Linked DNA regions of Gossypium hirsutum: all the other regions are linked to region 3. The links are chromatin contacts, called in public Hi-C maps. All regions are on one chromosome and are shown on one strand. Each heading gives the region's core, a stretch centred on a gene start, on an enhancer-like site or on the middle of the called end of the contact. The rest is flanking DNA. Distances are from core to core; before and after follow the strand shown. Region 1 has its middle 6.5 kb from the start of LOC107891590. Region 2 overlaps LOC107921881 (2-oxoglutarate-dependent dioxygenase 21, chloroplastic). Region 3 holds the start of LOC107923952 (actin-related protein 2/3 complex subunit 5A).

Region 1 (4,951 bases), core at 2,064-4,563, 480 kb after region 3:
ATTTCTTTCTAACCCTTAAATAGGAAAAAAAATGCGCTTAAGTGTGTTTGAGTTCATGTGTTCCAAATTACTATAATAACAACAATGCTAATTGTGTTAAAATTCGATCAAATTTTTGTTAGTTTGTAGCATAAGAATTGTCTAAATTGTTGGTTTTTACTAAATACTTGAATGCATATATATATATAAAGTTACCAGTTTTAAGTCAACTATTAACGACAAGGTTTGAGAGTATTATTCAATTGTACCAACTTTTCGGTTTTTATAAAATACACTAATTAACCAAATTTTGATAAATTAAAATAAAAAAACTAATTCCTTAATTTCAATAACGTAAAGATATGAAATTCCTAATTAGATTGTCCTATTGATTGGTACATGATTTCCTAATCAATATACATATATATTTGATAAAAGTTCCATAGAGCCTTTATATTAGAAGTTAGATTGCAGTTTTCCTTCCTTTATTCAAAAATTGAGCAAATTAGTCTCTGTATGTTAGATTAAAGAGTAAACTAGTTTTTTTTCTTCAAAATTTCATCCATTTCTACTATTAAAAATTAATGTGACTTAACCATAAAGTTACACGGTGTGTCCCACCTGTAGCTCATTCTAATGTACATAGACTAATTTTTAATAGTAAAAATAAATAAAATTTTTAACAGAAGCACCAATTTGCTCTTTGATTTGATGTATAGAAACTACTTTGCTCATTCTTTTAGTAGAAGGGGCAAAATGCAATCTGACTCTTAGTACAAGGGCTTCCATGATACTTTTACCTACATATTTATAGTTTGACAATGATTACATGAAAATTCAAAGTGGACTTGTTTGAAATAAACAATATATTTATGAGCCTTATAGGGAAATTTTATCAAAGCAGATAAAAGCAATTGGTTGTTTCGTTGCAGCCAAATGTGGAAAGAGACCTCAAAGGGGCTTTCACGTTTAAGCTATTTGCAGCAGCATCCTTAATTGAATGTGAAAGGGCAGGTGCAGCCACATTGTATTTAATGAAGAGATATATATAAAAGAGTGTATGATTGGGGAACGAAACGCTTGGACGATGAGATGGCCACATGCTTTTATGTACAAAATCTAAACCACCTTAAATAATTAGGGTTTTGTTTTTGTTGCCTATCAACTCTGATTTATGAAATGATAATGAAAGGAATGATAAATGTTTCAACAATAATTTTTTGAAAAATAGCTTGAATTTTACGTGGAGTATATCTAAAATGCGTCGATAATATTATTTTATCAATTAGTAATGAATGTAGAGGTAATGTATATTACTCTCTTAAGGGGAGATGCAAATTTTGAAGACAGCATTGTTAAGAGGGATAATTTCGAATTTCCGAACATAAATTATAAAACGAACATGAATGATACCTAAAAAAAATTAATACGCATATGCTTACTGAATGAACAATTGTCTATGTGCTAGGATTGTAAATGCTCTTTTTTTTGTTACTAACACTTCTATTGGCAGTCAGTGGTGGAGTCAGGATGTTAATTTTAAGAAGGCCGAACTAAAATTAGATGTGTTACCTAAAATTTTTTTTCTATTCCAATTTTTACAAGGAGGAGAGATGAGGAAAGTAGTGGCTCTTTTCATACTCCAATTTTTACTCCTCAAATTTGGTTTTTTCAAAATAATTTTTTCTTTGTTTTTAACAAGAATAAATTTATTAATATTGTTTTTAATACTATAAAAATATTGGAGGAGCCAACTTCTATCTTTGGGAGGGGTATAGTATGTATATAAAGAGGAAAACTGAAAAATCTTAAATCCAGAGAGGCCACCCCTAGGTCTCTTGTTGGCTCCACCACTATTGGCAGTAGGCCTAGGAAGTATAATTCCTTGCAAGGTGTCTCCCTGTTAACAACGCTCTCACTCCACAATGTGAAAAGCTCCCTGGTAGTTTCATACTTCATATTACTTAATTAAAAGTGGAGGAAGACATACAACTAAGCAAAGGTTGTAGAACTAACATGGGAAAGAAGGTTCTTAGGTTGCTCCATTTTTGAGATATCTTGGAGGTTCAAAATGCGGACATTTTTAAGGAGTATACTTCTTAACCTTTTCATGAAATACAAGTGCTTTCCCTTTTGGTAAATAGAGAGTACACTTGTATTTGATCATACAAGTAACATTTTACTTACCAAAAATGATACGTGAGTGTAACTTTCGCCTGATATTTTTAATTGCCCTCTTTCTTAGAAATACATTCACTGATTTCTTTCAATCCCATTATCTAGTACTTTAGCATGTTAACTCTTACTTTTTTCTGTAACCATTCGTTAATAACTTCCTTCTAGGGCTTAAAAATAGAGGCTTGAACATTTCATTTGGGATTTTTTGATATTTTGGCAAACTTAAGCGTACTCTAAATTCTCTATAATTTTCTCTAAACAATCACAACAACTATAGTAACTATTACTTTTCTTTAGTTGCCTATTGCTTTCATCACCACAACTATTTGTTTTTTGATTCTGCTCAAATCTTTCTCTCCACCGTATCTGTGTGAAGTCTCCTTACTTTAACAAAAGAATCCTCTATAGGTACAAACGTGTTAAAAATTTGATCAATATATTTTAAATATGCTCCATGTTAGGTTTGAGCTAACGTTTAATACCCAAGTTGACGATTAAGGAAATGACCTGATTGATATAATATTGATACTTCAAAAGTTTAATTGGAACGTTTTGAAGTTTGGAGACTAATTTAAGATGTCTGATGCAACTAAACCCTTTTTGTTTGATAAATGTTGTTTAGCCTTGGGCCAGACTAAAATTGAGAAACCATATGGGTTTTATTATTGAAATTGAAGGGTCGGTAGGCCTTGAAATAGAAAGATTATATATCCTTTTTTGAGTGACTCCGATTCCCTTAGGCCTTTGCCATATAAATCCATTGAAAAGTAGAACAAAGTGAAGGGAAAAAAGAAAAAGGGGAAATAGATGGCATGGGAATCAAATGCTTTTCAATGAAATTTTAGAACCTTGAACTTTGAAAGCAAAAGAACATCAAGTATCCACTGATCATTTTCTCCTATTTGGAGAATATAAGTTGTTTAACTTTCTTAATCTTATGCGCATATTTGGTTTCTAATTCTAATTTGGTCCCAACTTCATGGATCTTCCTTAGGCTAATTGATGGAAAATTGGCAAGGCAGAAAATCAAAGCATTTCAGCCAAGTTAATGGGGTGGGGTTGCATTTGTTTGATGCAACAATTCAAGACCACCCGATGGAGCAAGTGGTTAAAGTTCTTAGTCGGCGCCCAAATGCCAAAGTTCAAGTCTTGCCAGTCACATTCCCCAATAGGTCAAATTGCAAACTTGGGCTTGTAAGTGTTGGATCTAATACCGTGAGCCAATTGAAAGCTTTGTTATAATTCTCAGCAAATGCCGGTGGACCATTTTTGTTTTAGCATTAATGGCTTTTTTTTTTTTGTAGAGTTGGTCATCATCAAAATGGCTTTATTGAATTTGGATTTTAGCATATTGGCTTTTGTTCCTTAAATTATCCAAAAGGAATCTCGTCATTGGAAGATCACATTCAACGTAGCCTATTGATAAATGTCAATTTTTTGGTGTTACACAAGCACTGACCTCAGCTCTTTGGTAATTACAATACACCTTTTTGGAATTATGTGATTTAAAAAAATTTATGTTAAATTCAAACATTTGTTATCAATTAAAATTTTAACATTAAACATTTGAATATTAGAATGACACATGCTTAAATTAACAAAAGATCATTAATGATATTATCAATTTAAAACTTTTTAACACATAACTTTGAATATTAGAATGCCATATATTTAAATTTAATAGAAAGTTATTAATTTTATTGTCGGACATTAATTTTTTTATGGGATCATGGTACATGTTTATCTCTTTGGGGTTAGATAAATATTCAACTTGGCATTGATGCCCCATTTATTGTGAACATGTGATGCCCCCATTTGGACTAAGGTTGATGAGATGCTATATTTTGTTGTGCAAAATCACCCAAAATATAGTAAGCTCAAAACCCCACAAATTTTCCTTCTGGAAGACGAAACAAACAGCCTATTTCTAATGTGATATTTATATTTAACAAAAGTTATATATTTTTGTATTTAAAAGTAATAAAATTAATTTTTTTTTGTTTAATTTAAATTTTAAAGTTGATTTGATTAATTGCTGATATTATTAGGTCTGGATTTTGATGGTTTTGTTAATAAAATAAATTTAGTATCAATTGCGAATTTACTTAATTTGTTAAATATAGTTTGAAGGCTTTGTTTAATTAGAGATTAACTTTCATTAAAGTAACCTTAAAACTAGAATTAAATATTAGAAAGTTAACACTGTTACTTTTAGATACCAAAATGTATAGCTTTTGCAAAATAAATAAATAAAAGTATCATATTATAAAAAAAATGCTAAACTCAAGTACGAAGTGCCAATTGATCAACATTGTTGTTTTGTGGTTTCGAAATGCTTTTAAAAAATGTAATTTTGTTAATTTCAAGTGTTTGACATTATTATGATTGAAATTAAAATGTTCATATTAAATATGATATTGAAAAGTAAAGCATTCATATACTATAACAAGTGTTATTATTTAGATAATAACAATTACTATTATATTTAATTAATTTATATTGTATAAGGATAGTAATAATATCTAACAAGCAACTTTTTCCCATTTTCTATTTTGCGGCAAAATCAACAATTTAAAAGACTGTATGGGTTTTAAAGTCTCACAACATGCTGATGTCATTTGTGGGTTTTAGTCCAGTTAGTTGATTTCATCTAAAATTTTTTAATCTTTATTTATTTGTACTGTGATAATTTAATTCTACATGTTTTAACATGTTTATATCTAACTGTGCTATAATAGTTTGATTTTACTCATTTAAGGTATCTATGTGTTTGTACTTTGATTGCATAGTTAGT
Region 2 (4,927 bases), core at 228-2,727, 280 kb before region 3:
GACCAGCACCAGAGCTTGTGGATGAGCAACATCCTGTCTCCTACAACGAGTTCAGTTTCAGAGATTTTCTTGATTACATCTCAAGCAACGACATTGCAGACAAAAGATTCATTGATTCAATTAAGAAGTCTGTATGAAGGAAAAGCAACAGAGTTTGTGCTCATACATTAGACTTTTTAAAAGGCAAAACGCCTACAAATGCTTTTAGCTTTAATCAAATATGTTATCGGGTATTTATGCATATGGTTAGGAGAACATAATACCATTAAGAATAAACTAGCAAAGTGTTTGTGTCCCCACCTCCCTCAACTTGAGTGGCAGAAATCTTTATGTCAAAGCAATAAATTATCCAGGTTTTTGCATCAATATTGGAGTCAGCAGTCACACACGAGCCAATCAACAAACAAATATTTTATATAAAGTACTCGAATAGGCTCTTCCATTCCAAGCACAATAGTAGAAAGGTAAGAATGATTCAGTTCTTTTTCGGTATTTGTGTTGCCTCCTGAATTCTAAACACTTGGTAAGTAATAACACGACTCAATTGCAACCTTCAAAGCTTTGCTTGGTAGGAAGGATAGAAACTGAGTATGGATGCAAAAACTTTGAATCTAATGGTTAGATCCCATAACTTCTTTCATCGGATTAAACACTTTTTCTGTTCTTACCCTTCTCTATCCTTTTTTCACCAAGCAAAAGCCCAAGGCATTCTAACAACGCTGTCCAGATATAAATGTAATTAATAATTTTAGTGCTTAGCATATCAAATCATCTCATTTACACTTGGATTTATTTCACAGCATTTTTAGCAATCATTGTTCAATAATCTATCCTAATCTAAAATTGAAGTTCAATTGCCACTCTTATCTTAGTCCCAAAATTTAAAAAAAAAAAAACCCTAATATTTCTATCTCCAATTTTCATCATATTCAGTTTTTTTTTTCTCCATTGATTGGAATCCAATCAGCTCGTTTACTTAATTACTTTCTGAATCCATCTCCACTATTCCTTTTCCACAAACTCCTAATTAAGGATATAATCGCATAATGTGAAGCACAAACGAGCCTAAAACAAACACTAGGGAGATTGGATTTTTCTCATGTTAATCCAAATTTTACCACAACTTAACAAATTAATCTGAATCACTTACAAAACATGTTGAATCACTCAAAAAAAAAATTGAGGTCTAAAATTCAAATCACTTACTCATACATCAAACGCGCTCAAAATCACCCCCATTTTCCCCCTTATGATTCCGGCGAAGCTCTCTGTTTACTCCGTTTCCTCCTTAGTCCGTACAGTCGGAGGAAAAATAACATTTTTTTTAACAGCTGTTTTCTAAGCTCATACGTTTTTTTTTAAATTGATATTATTATTTTACGTTCCATGGATTTCATAACACGATGAGACGTGTTATCGGTCAAGTACTTGAGTACGTGTGTAAACACGTTAGTCATCGAAAATAGCTGGTTTAGATTTGGTGTGGGGCCCAGCACAGAATTTCGCTCATAAATAAAGCGCCACGTGTCGAATGATGATGTGGCATGATCCACGTTGAGGAAAATGAGGAGATCAATATTTGATTTTTTTTTCCAGATAAATTTCTCGTAATTATGAAAAACTGGCTTACAATTAACATGACGTAACATTTACGTGTCATTTCCGTCAGCTTCCTTTCTGAAATTTGCTTCCGTGGCTCCCAACTTTTACAATTTTGCATCTACATCCTTTTTTCAAACGAGGGGGCCAATGCCAATAATAAAAATTATTAACTTATTCCCTTTTTTTTTTAAAGTATAGTTTGCAAAGTTGTCTCACTTTATTCATCAATAAAATGTAAAATTATTTATATAGTGATGAATTAGAAATTTTGATTTATTTAAATGAATTGAAATTTTGTTAATTGAATTAGCCAAACAAAAAAAAAACCAAAATAATTTCGATTAATTCAGTCAATTTTCAATTAATCAAATAAAATTACTCCAAAATCCAAAATATTTTATAGAGACATTACATTTCAGGCTGATAAAGAAAAATATATACAAATTTACATAAATTAAGTTACACTCAAAGCACCATTTTGTTGTTATCCTAATTGAGGGACAAAAAATTAATGGCATTGACCCTTTTTCATAGCGTTATTAGTATATGCAAATTAATAACGCTGTTAACAACCATTATTAAGATAATGACATGATTTTTTTGGTTGATTTCTCATAGTAAAAATTCATTTCATTACTTTAAAACCAAATGTTATCAATTTTGACCTGTAGATGTACTAGGTTAGGTCTAATTAAATCAAAAGGATTAAATACAAAATTTTTATATAATAAAGGCACTAAAACCTTAATTAGATCAATATTTTTTACATTAACATTAACCAACCCAACTTGGCACATCATATGCTAACTTCAGCAGCATCATGACTTGCTCATAAATTTCACTTGTAAGTTGATGGTAGAAGTGATAGTATAGTGCCTGCGGGGTTGAACTCATCAATCAGGATTTACCTTCTAGTCAAGTGGTAGTATTTTTATTTACGAATATTGTATAAGGGTTTGAGTTTCAATCTTACCAAAGTTAAAATATTAAAACATTTTGGGTGAATTAGATACCACGACAAATTTCGAGAATTTATTAAGTCTCTTTATGAAGTTGGGAGACAAAATCTGATATAACCAGATATACTATGGGCACAAAACAAGACCCGAGAAGAAGATAACACCTTCGTGATTCAAGAACAGCTCCCTTCAATAGAATTATTTTTAGTAAAAAGATAAAATAAAATGGGATTATTACATTAAAGCATAATTTAGCATCATTGATTGAAAAAACTCTTAAAAAATGATTCATTCCTCGTTAGCAACCTTCAAATTCTTTAAACCTTGTAATAAAAATGGATTAGTTTAACCAGAGAACGCCCTTCACAGTCTTTTAGTTGCTTCCACTGTAAAAAAATAAGGAGGAGATAAAGGTTTTTGGTTACCTGGTTTCTCAAGTCCAGTTAGCATAGAAGATGATGAATCATGTTCTATAGAGCTGGCCTGAGTGACACAGGGAAATTAGCAGCAAATAAATTTGTCTCAGAAAATAAAGCAATAAATTGCAATGATTGAAACTAAAAGGAAAAAAACTTTTTTACACGATTCCTACCCATTTAGATTAGAGGATACTACGTATTTAAGCATGCTTGAAACCATGTCCCGATCATGATCATTTATTAGTTCATCCATGCAAGAGATCCAGTGCAATTCAGACAAAGCACAAAAAAGTGAAAAACAAAACCTTAAAAGGGAAACATGCAACGAAAGAAATCCCACATTCATCCCAAATTCAGACAGCCCTTTTAAGTTGATAGAGGGTTTCACTTCTGGTAAAAGTGCATAATGAACGAGTATTTATACATATAGTATGTGAAGAGGAAGAAATGCCAGCTTGTTTATTAGTCAATGCTAATATTGTTGTGTTTCCATGTCACCAATTCAACGTAATGAATCTAAAATGTCTAGTATCGGACAGCTTTGAAACGACAAAGATGTTGGATGTTTTCGACAGTAATATGAAGCTGTCAAGTTGCAGTGTGTGATCAAAACCACAAGGTTGGGAAAAGAAAAACAGAGATTTCGGTAACACGGTAATCAAAGGAAATCACATGGCTAGCTGGGAGAAGGAAAAGTGATGAAGATTAAAGGAAGAGCACATGGTCCATGTGTCTGCCCACCCCTGGTTTTATGTCCCACTTGTTCTTTAAGGCGTCTTAATGGCTGACGTTAGTCCATAAAAAGGTGATAGTGGGAGGAATTCTCATTCATGTTCCAACTTTAAATATTTGATTAATCATCATAATGTTACATCATCATGCTGCTAAACCTTAACCAACCCTCACGTTTCTACACATGATGTTTATGTCATCAAATTCATATTGCAAGCTTGAAATATACTCCCCACACAACCAACTTGACCCTGCCTGGGATGTTTTAAGAACCCCAAAATTCATGCCCTAAAATCAACAATTTGGTCCAAGGCCTCACCCAAATAAAACCGCGCCACTCGAACCTAGACCTCTAACAAATTTATAAGCTCAGGTCTAGTCTGTATTATAGATGTTAAACTCGAGCTCGACAGTATTAAATTTTTTATTTTTATATAATTTTTAAAAAATATATATAATACATAAAAAAATATTAAAAATATTAAAATAACACTAAGATAGGTGCAGCTTAACAAGCAAATGCCTCTAAGATAGTAGTAAAATTAACAATACAACAATAGTTATACAATATTTAAATAATAACAACAAAATAGTGGCAATATAATAATGAAATGACAGCAAAACAGTGGGAAAACAATAGCAAAACAATAATGTTTTAGCCAAAAATTTACGTGAGGCCTGACCCGTTTTCTAAACGAGCCTTATTTTTTGCCCAAGCCCATTTTTTGAATCTATATTTTTATTTAGACCTTCCTACTTTTTAAGCAAGTCTTTACGCCGGACTGAATGGCTCAACCCATATACAGTACCTACTTCTATTGCCTTTATATCACATGTACCAAGATATGAATAGCACTAGAAAAAAAAACATGTATAGCAAGAATTAGAACATATCCGGTTGGCTTGCCATTCTGCATGCAGAAACAATTTTAGTGAGCAACAAGATGGAAAACCCGTTGATAGGAACCAATTACGACATAGAGGTAAGTTTTTGTCTATGATTCATAAGCACCACCGGATTGACTTTGTGAGTAAACAGCGTTATACTTTGACTCCTAAATGCCAATATTTGTAGTAATCATTCTCATTTTGTTATCAACAAATATACAGAGTCTAAAAATACCTAGTATAATTACTCATTAATATATGATGATGCAAATAAAAGTTTTTCAATGTTCAATCAATGACATCGTGCATGAATAGGGAAATATATTC
Region 3 (5,063 bases), core at 2,251-4,750:
CTGGATGATGCCCGTTTTTTTAAAACTGGATTTTGGATGAACCGAATCAATGTTTTTTTTTATCAGAAATTAAAATCGAATTTAAATGTAATTTGTAACATTTATCTCTATATATTTATTAGGAGGAAGGATTGTATGAAACAGTGACGCCACGTCATCTGTATCCCTTTCCAATAGTTTTATGCCACATCAGTATTCTTATCCTGAAACTGATGTGGCATAAAACTATTGGAAAGGGATACAGATGACGTGGCGTCACTGTTTCATATTTTCCTATTTATTAAAACCCCCTGTTTTATAACTATAATTTTATAATTTTATAACATATATTTTCGTTAATTTCCCTTCAAAATAATCGATTTTAAAAATACTTTTTTATATTTTATTATAATCTATTACTTTTATAATATGTTTATTTAATTTTGTAAAAATAGTATATTATAAAGTATTATTTAAAAATTTGAGACGTGTTTTGGTTGCATTCATAAAGAAGTCAAAGGTCAAATGGGTAAAAGGTCATTTCATTTCGAGATCGTATCTAAATTAAAACCTTATCGTATACAATAATTATCATATATGATTTTCTGTTAGATTTATTTTGAATTTAAGTCAACCTTACACAAGAGTAAATTTAAATTTTTTTTAGTGGAGTCAAAATTAAATTTTATTATTTATTAATTTATAGTTTGATCATTTTATTACATATTAACTTATATTCTCATATATATTTTTTATAGAATAGAATTATCAAAAAAGTGGGAAGGTTTGAGCAAAAATATAAGTTCGGAAAATGGATTTTGACAAAAAAAAGTCTATTTTCTAAATGGGTCGGGCCTCAAGTAAGTTTTTTTACCTAGACTCGGCTTGTCCCGAATTTGTTAAAAAAAAACTGTTGCTGTTCTGCAATTGTTTTATTGTCATTTTGTCATTATTTTATTATTATATTGTTGTTATTATTTGGATATTCTACAATTTTTGTTTATTATTATTATTATTTATTATTTTAGATACATTTGCTTGCTAAGTTGTACCTATCTTAGTGTTATTTAAGTATAATTTTTTTAAAAATTTATTTTTAAATTGTTAGAAAACATTTATTTTAATATTTTTAGTGTATTTGATATATTATATTTATTTTATTTTTATATAAAAAATAATATACAAAATTTAAATATGACCGAATCAAGTCGAGTTCAAATTCTAACAATTTTATCGAGAGAAATTTAGACAAAATTTTAAGTTTTTTTTTTTAAAATGAGCTTCAACCTGAAAAAGAGATAACAAATTTTGCTTTCCCTCGGCCATGATGACCTCTAAATAATCCTAAACGCACACACCCATATTTCCATCATTTTTTAAGGTAATAAATTACAAAATTTTCATTTTTTGATTCGTCTCTTGCATGAAATTTGTTCCAACATATTATAAATTTCAAAACAATCATGCTTTGTTCAAATATAATTCGTGATTAAATGATTCATTGCAGTCCGGGTGCTGTAAACTGCCGGACGAGTGCGTGTTTACATATAGAGGTCTGACGAACTGGACGAAGGAGAGCGGAGTTTTCGACAATCCCGATTGCAAAACATGGGAAAACGATCCCAAAGTGTTTATGTTTTAATTGCAAATCATGCAAGGCGGCTGTGGCAGATAATTTGAAGCAGTCGTTAAGGAAAAAGGCGACCGTCAATATCGTCTTCCTTGTTCTCCTCACCATAGGATTTTGTGTGTGTATTTGCGCTTTTTGGAACAACGGCAAAGACGATGCTTATAGTGCTTAAACGGTGTCTAAAGTAGCCATTGTATGTGATACTTTGCGTGTTAAGTTGGATTTGTTTGTAGTAATTCTACTATTAGTTTTGGTTAATTAACAATAAGGTGATATAAAGGATGTTTGATTTTTGAAACAATTTTGAGATTAAAAATTCATGTTTATATATTTAAAAAAACATGTAAATGGATGAAGTGGTTTTTTTTTTAATATTTCTGAATTTTGGTTATATTATTATAATTTTTATTTATAAAATTAAGATATGATTGTTTTTATTATTTATAGTTGAAATTTTTTAAATTTATAAATTTTACTAGATTGAATTTCCTATAAATAATATAATCTATTTAATTTAGTATCAATTCCAATCCAATTCAATAAAAACAATAAAACATTGTTAAATTATTTTTTTCATAATAAATATCAAAATAAACTGTCTAAATAGAGGTTAATAAAACAAAGGTACTCATAAATTATTTGAATTTCATTTAAACAATATTTGAATTCAATTTGATGATTATTTAGTCAAGCTTGAGATTGAATAGTTTGAGTTATCAATCAAGTTTAATTTGATTGAGGTTAAACTTTTTAGAATCAAAACTAAATTAATATAATATATAAATGTTAAGGTTATTATTATGTCAATTTTAAAAGCTACCATATTTAGGGTAAGTAAAATTTAATTTAACTCGAAAAAAATTAAATTTTTAATTAACTCTTTCTTTTTCAAATTTTGAGTTATAATTAAGTTAAATTTTTGAATTCAAATAACTCAAATAATTCGAATAAGTCAAATATTAAATCATTCTTCTCCTCTTCATCCAACCCCCCCCCCCAAACACTTTTACTTTCCTAAAAAAAAATTACTTCCTCGCAAACTCCCAAAAACATTTTTCCATTTATTTTCCCCGAAACTTTTATTCCCCAAACCCTTAAAAATATTTTTCTTTTATTTTTTTCTCAAAACTTTTACTTCTCCAAACCCTCAATTTTTTTTTCTTTTTTGCTTTCTCCTAAAACTTTTACCTCTCCCAAACCTCAAAATTTTTTTTGAACTTATGTCTACTATTTATATTATTGAATAAATTCCACACTTTATATTATTTATATTATTAAACTGTTTAATAATGTTGAATTTTTATCAATTTTCGTTAAAATTAAATTATTGATTATGACATAAAATATAGGTGTTAAAATTTTCTATAAGTATCAATTTGTCATTTTATCTTTAAAATAACTTTTATTAAAAAAATCATTTTTTACCTTTAATATATATTTTTAATTTCAAAATACAATGTGAGAAGAATTAGAAGATAATTGAAGCAACTAAGCAAGCAAATAAGCTATTATGTACATTAAAGATTAATAAATAAATTATAAGGAGATGGAAGTTAATAACAAATTTAATTCCAGTGAGCAAATTTAATTATGATGGGTGAAAGTGGCTACAAGGATCCAAAGTTATTTTTTAAATTTAACTCGAAAAATATATTCAATTTGAATTCCATCTCACTCAACTCGATTTGAGAAAATTTCAAATCAAGTTAAGATGATAAAATAGGATTCATCAGTTAGATTAACTCAAAAATTTTCACTCTATTCCATTTGATTCGATCGAACGCTCACTCCTAGACACATCATCTTCCCACAAGCAAGTGAAAAAAAAAATCGAATAGTTTGGTGATGATTTTATAACTTTTTATAATTAGATGACTAAAAAAAATTAGTAATAGTTGGTGGACTAACTGTGTAGTTTAACCATTTACTTTCGTGTAGAAAGTTTAAAACGACGCTGTTTAGGAGGACAAAAAGGCTTTCTTACTGGAACTCTGATTTTGGATCCGAGGAGTTAGTGAATTAGCGATGATGGCAGCAGCTGAGAAATTCGTGGAAGCTGATAATGCGGAAGCCATAATAACAAGAATCGAGCACAAATCCAGGAAGATCGAGAGCTTACTTAAACAGTAAGTATTTTTAATCCATTTAAAATCTCTTTTGAAAAAAACCCTTAATTAATTGAAATTAATTTCTTCCTATCTCAGGAATAAGCCCGTTGAAGCTCTTAAAACTGCGCTCGAGGGATCTTCTCATATGATACGTGACGAGCGATGCAAGGTTTTGGACCCCAAAAAATGTTCAATTTCTTTTTATTCAATTATATAAAACATTAAGCATTTCTTCTTCTTCTTTTCTTTTTAATTTTGGATTTGGGGATTTGCAGTCAGCGAATTGGATAGTTGTGCATAGAGCGCTAATGGCTATAAAAGATGTCGAAGGAATGTTCTCTTCTTTGGATCCTGAGTACTATGATATCCTTATGAAGTGAGGTTTTTTTTTTTTTTGGGTATTCCTTGTTTTGATTGTATTGTATCTCAAAATTAGAAAATTTAAATTAGGGCGAGCTAGTTTTATTCTCAATTATGCATATTAGTATTATGATCTCTTCCTAATAGATTATTTTATATTCCATGTTTGTAGCTTTATGTTATTGTCATTCTTATTGCTGATAATATGAGTCCAATTTCATACCCTTTAGAGCTGAATTTTCATAGTTGGTGCTGGTGCTATGGTTTTTAACATTTTTACTGTAATTGTTCTGATAAGGAGTTTGGTAGGGAACAATGTTACTTGGACTTGGTTTATTACAGATATAACAGTTTATTGGGTTTAAAGTCTTCTTTCTGTAGGAGTTTGGTCTTTGTTGCGAACTCAGAGTATTGGTGACAGGATATCTTATATTGGCTAGAATGGTAGGAACCTGAGGTTGAAAAAGAAAATCAGATTTGAATTCTGCAGAACTAATCATATTCAATATTGAATATTGGTAAAGGTCTAGAAGTTCATTCAGCTGATGACACTTACAAAACTTTATCTTTACTAGGTCTTTGAGTTCCGCTACTGAACATTGCCTAGTGAAATGTTATAGCTCTGGTAAAAGTAAACAATTGCTTTCTTGACAAGTACACATGCTCAGTATTTGTGTATTTGATACTGCAAAATAATAATAAGCAAGGATTATTGTGTTATTTCCAGGTATTTGTATAGAGGATTGTCAACCGGAGATCGCCCCACATGTGATCAGTGCCTTAGGATCCATGAGAAGCTGACGGAGAGAGCTGGTTTGGGCTGCATACTTCGTTCCCTTGCAGATACTGTGAATGCAATTTGACTCCAATAGGCCCTTCACTTTGGAAAATGTTTTCAAGTGTTGTTGTTCTTAAATCATTGAAGTGCTTTAGAAGCTTTTATGTTACAGCTTTTCTTCCATGATTCGTATTTCCAGATCAGAGTT

Evidence for each region. A called contact is a pair of places that touch in the nucleus more often than the background predicts.
Region 1: a Hi-C map of leaf shows a contact between it and region 3, with 2.0 times the contacts expected there. The contact joins the enhancer-like site here to the promoter of LOC107923952 in region 3. A contact is called at or near these places in 2 of 34 Hi-C or Micro-C datasets (callus and leaf).
Region 2: a Hi-C map of leaf shows a contact between it and region 3, with 2.5 times the contacts expected there. The contact joins the enhancer-like site here to the promoter of LOC107923952 in region 3. A contact is called at or near these places in 2 of 34 Hi-C or Micro-C datasets (both in leaf).

The regions. Positions count from the first base shown.
Region 1 is chrA12:76,940,398-76,945,348 of Gossypium_hirsutum_v2.1, reverse strand. No RefSeq gene overlaps it. Among protein-coding and RNA genes, the nearest start is that of LOC107891590, 6.5 kb to the left of the region's middle. Within about 2 kb of position 3,313, at least 2 of the 9 cell types and tissues checked have an H3K27ac peak or open chromatin away from gene starts, as enhancers often do. A contact at or near this core is called in leaf, where this site is marked.
Region 2 is chrA12:77,689,446-77,694,372 of Gossypium_hirsutum_v2.1, reverse strand. It overlaps LOC107921881 (2-oxoglutarate-dependent dioxygenase 21, chloroplastic), which reads left to right. Exons shown (of 3, transcript XM_041084165.1): 3 at 1-1,199. The coding sequence ends at 137. Among protein-coding and RNA genes, the nearest start is that of LOC107921881, 4.0 kb to the left of the region's middle. Within about 2 kb of position 1,477, at least 3 of the 9 cell types and tissues checked have an H3K27ac peak or open chromatin away from gene starts, as enhancers often do. A contact at or near this core is called in leaf, where this site is marked.
Region 3 is chrA12:77,415,700-77,420,762 of Gossypium_hirsutum_v2.1, reverse strand. LOC107923952 (actin-related protein 2/3 complex subunit 5A) reads left to right here and starts at 3,500. Exons shown (of 4, transcript XM_016854175.2): 1 at 3,500-3,735; 2 at 3,814-3,886; 3 at 3,993-4,093; 4 at 4,805-5,063. The coding sequence starts at 3,635. The coding sequence ends at 4,940.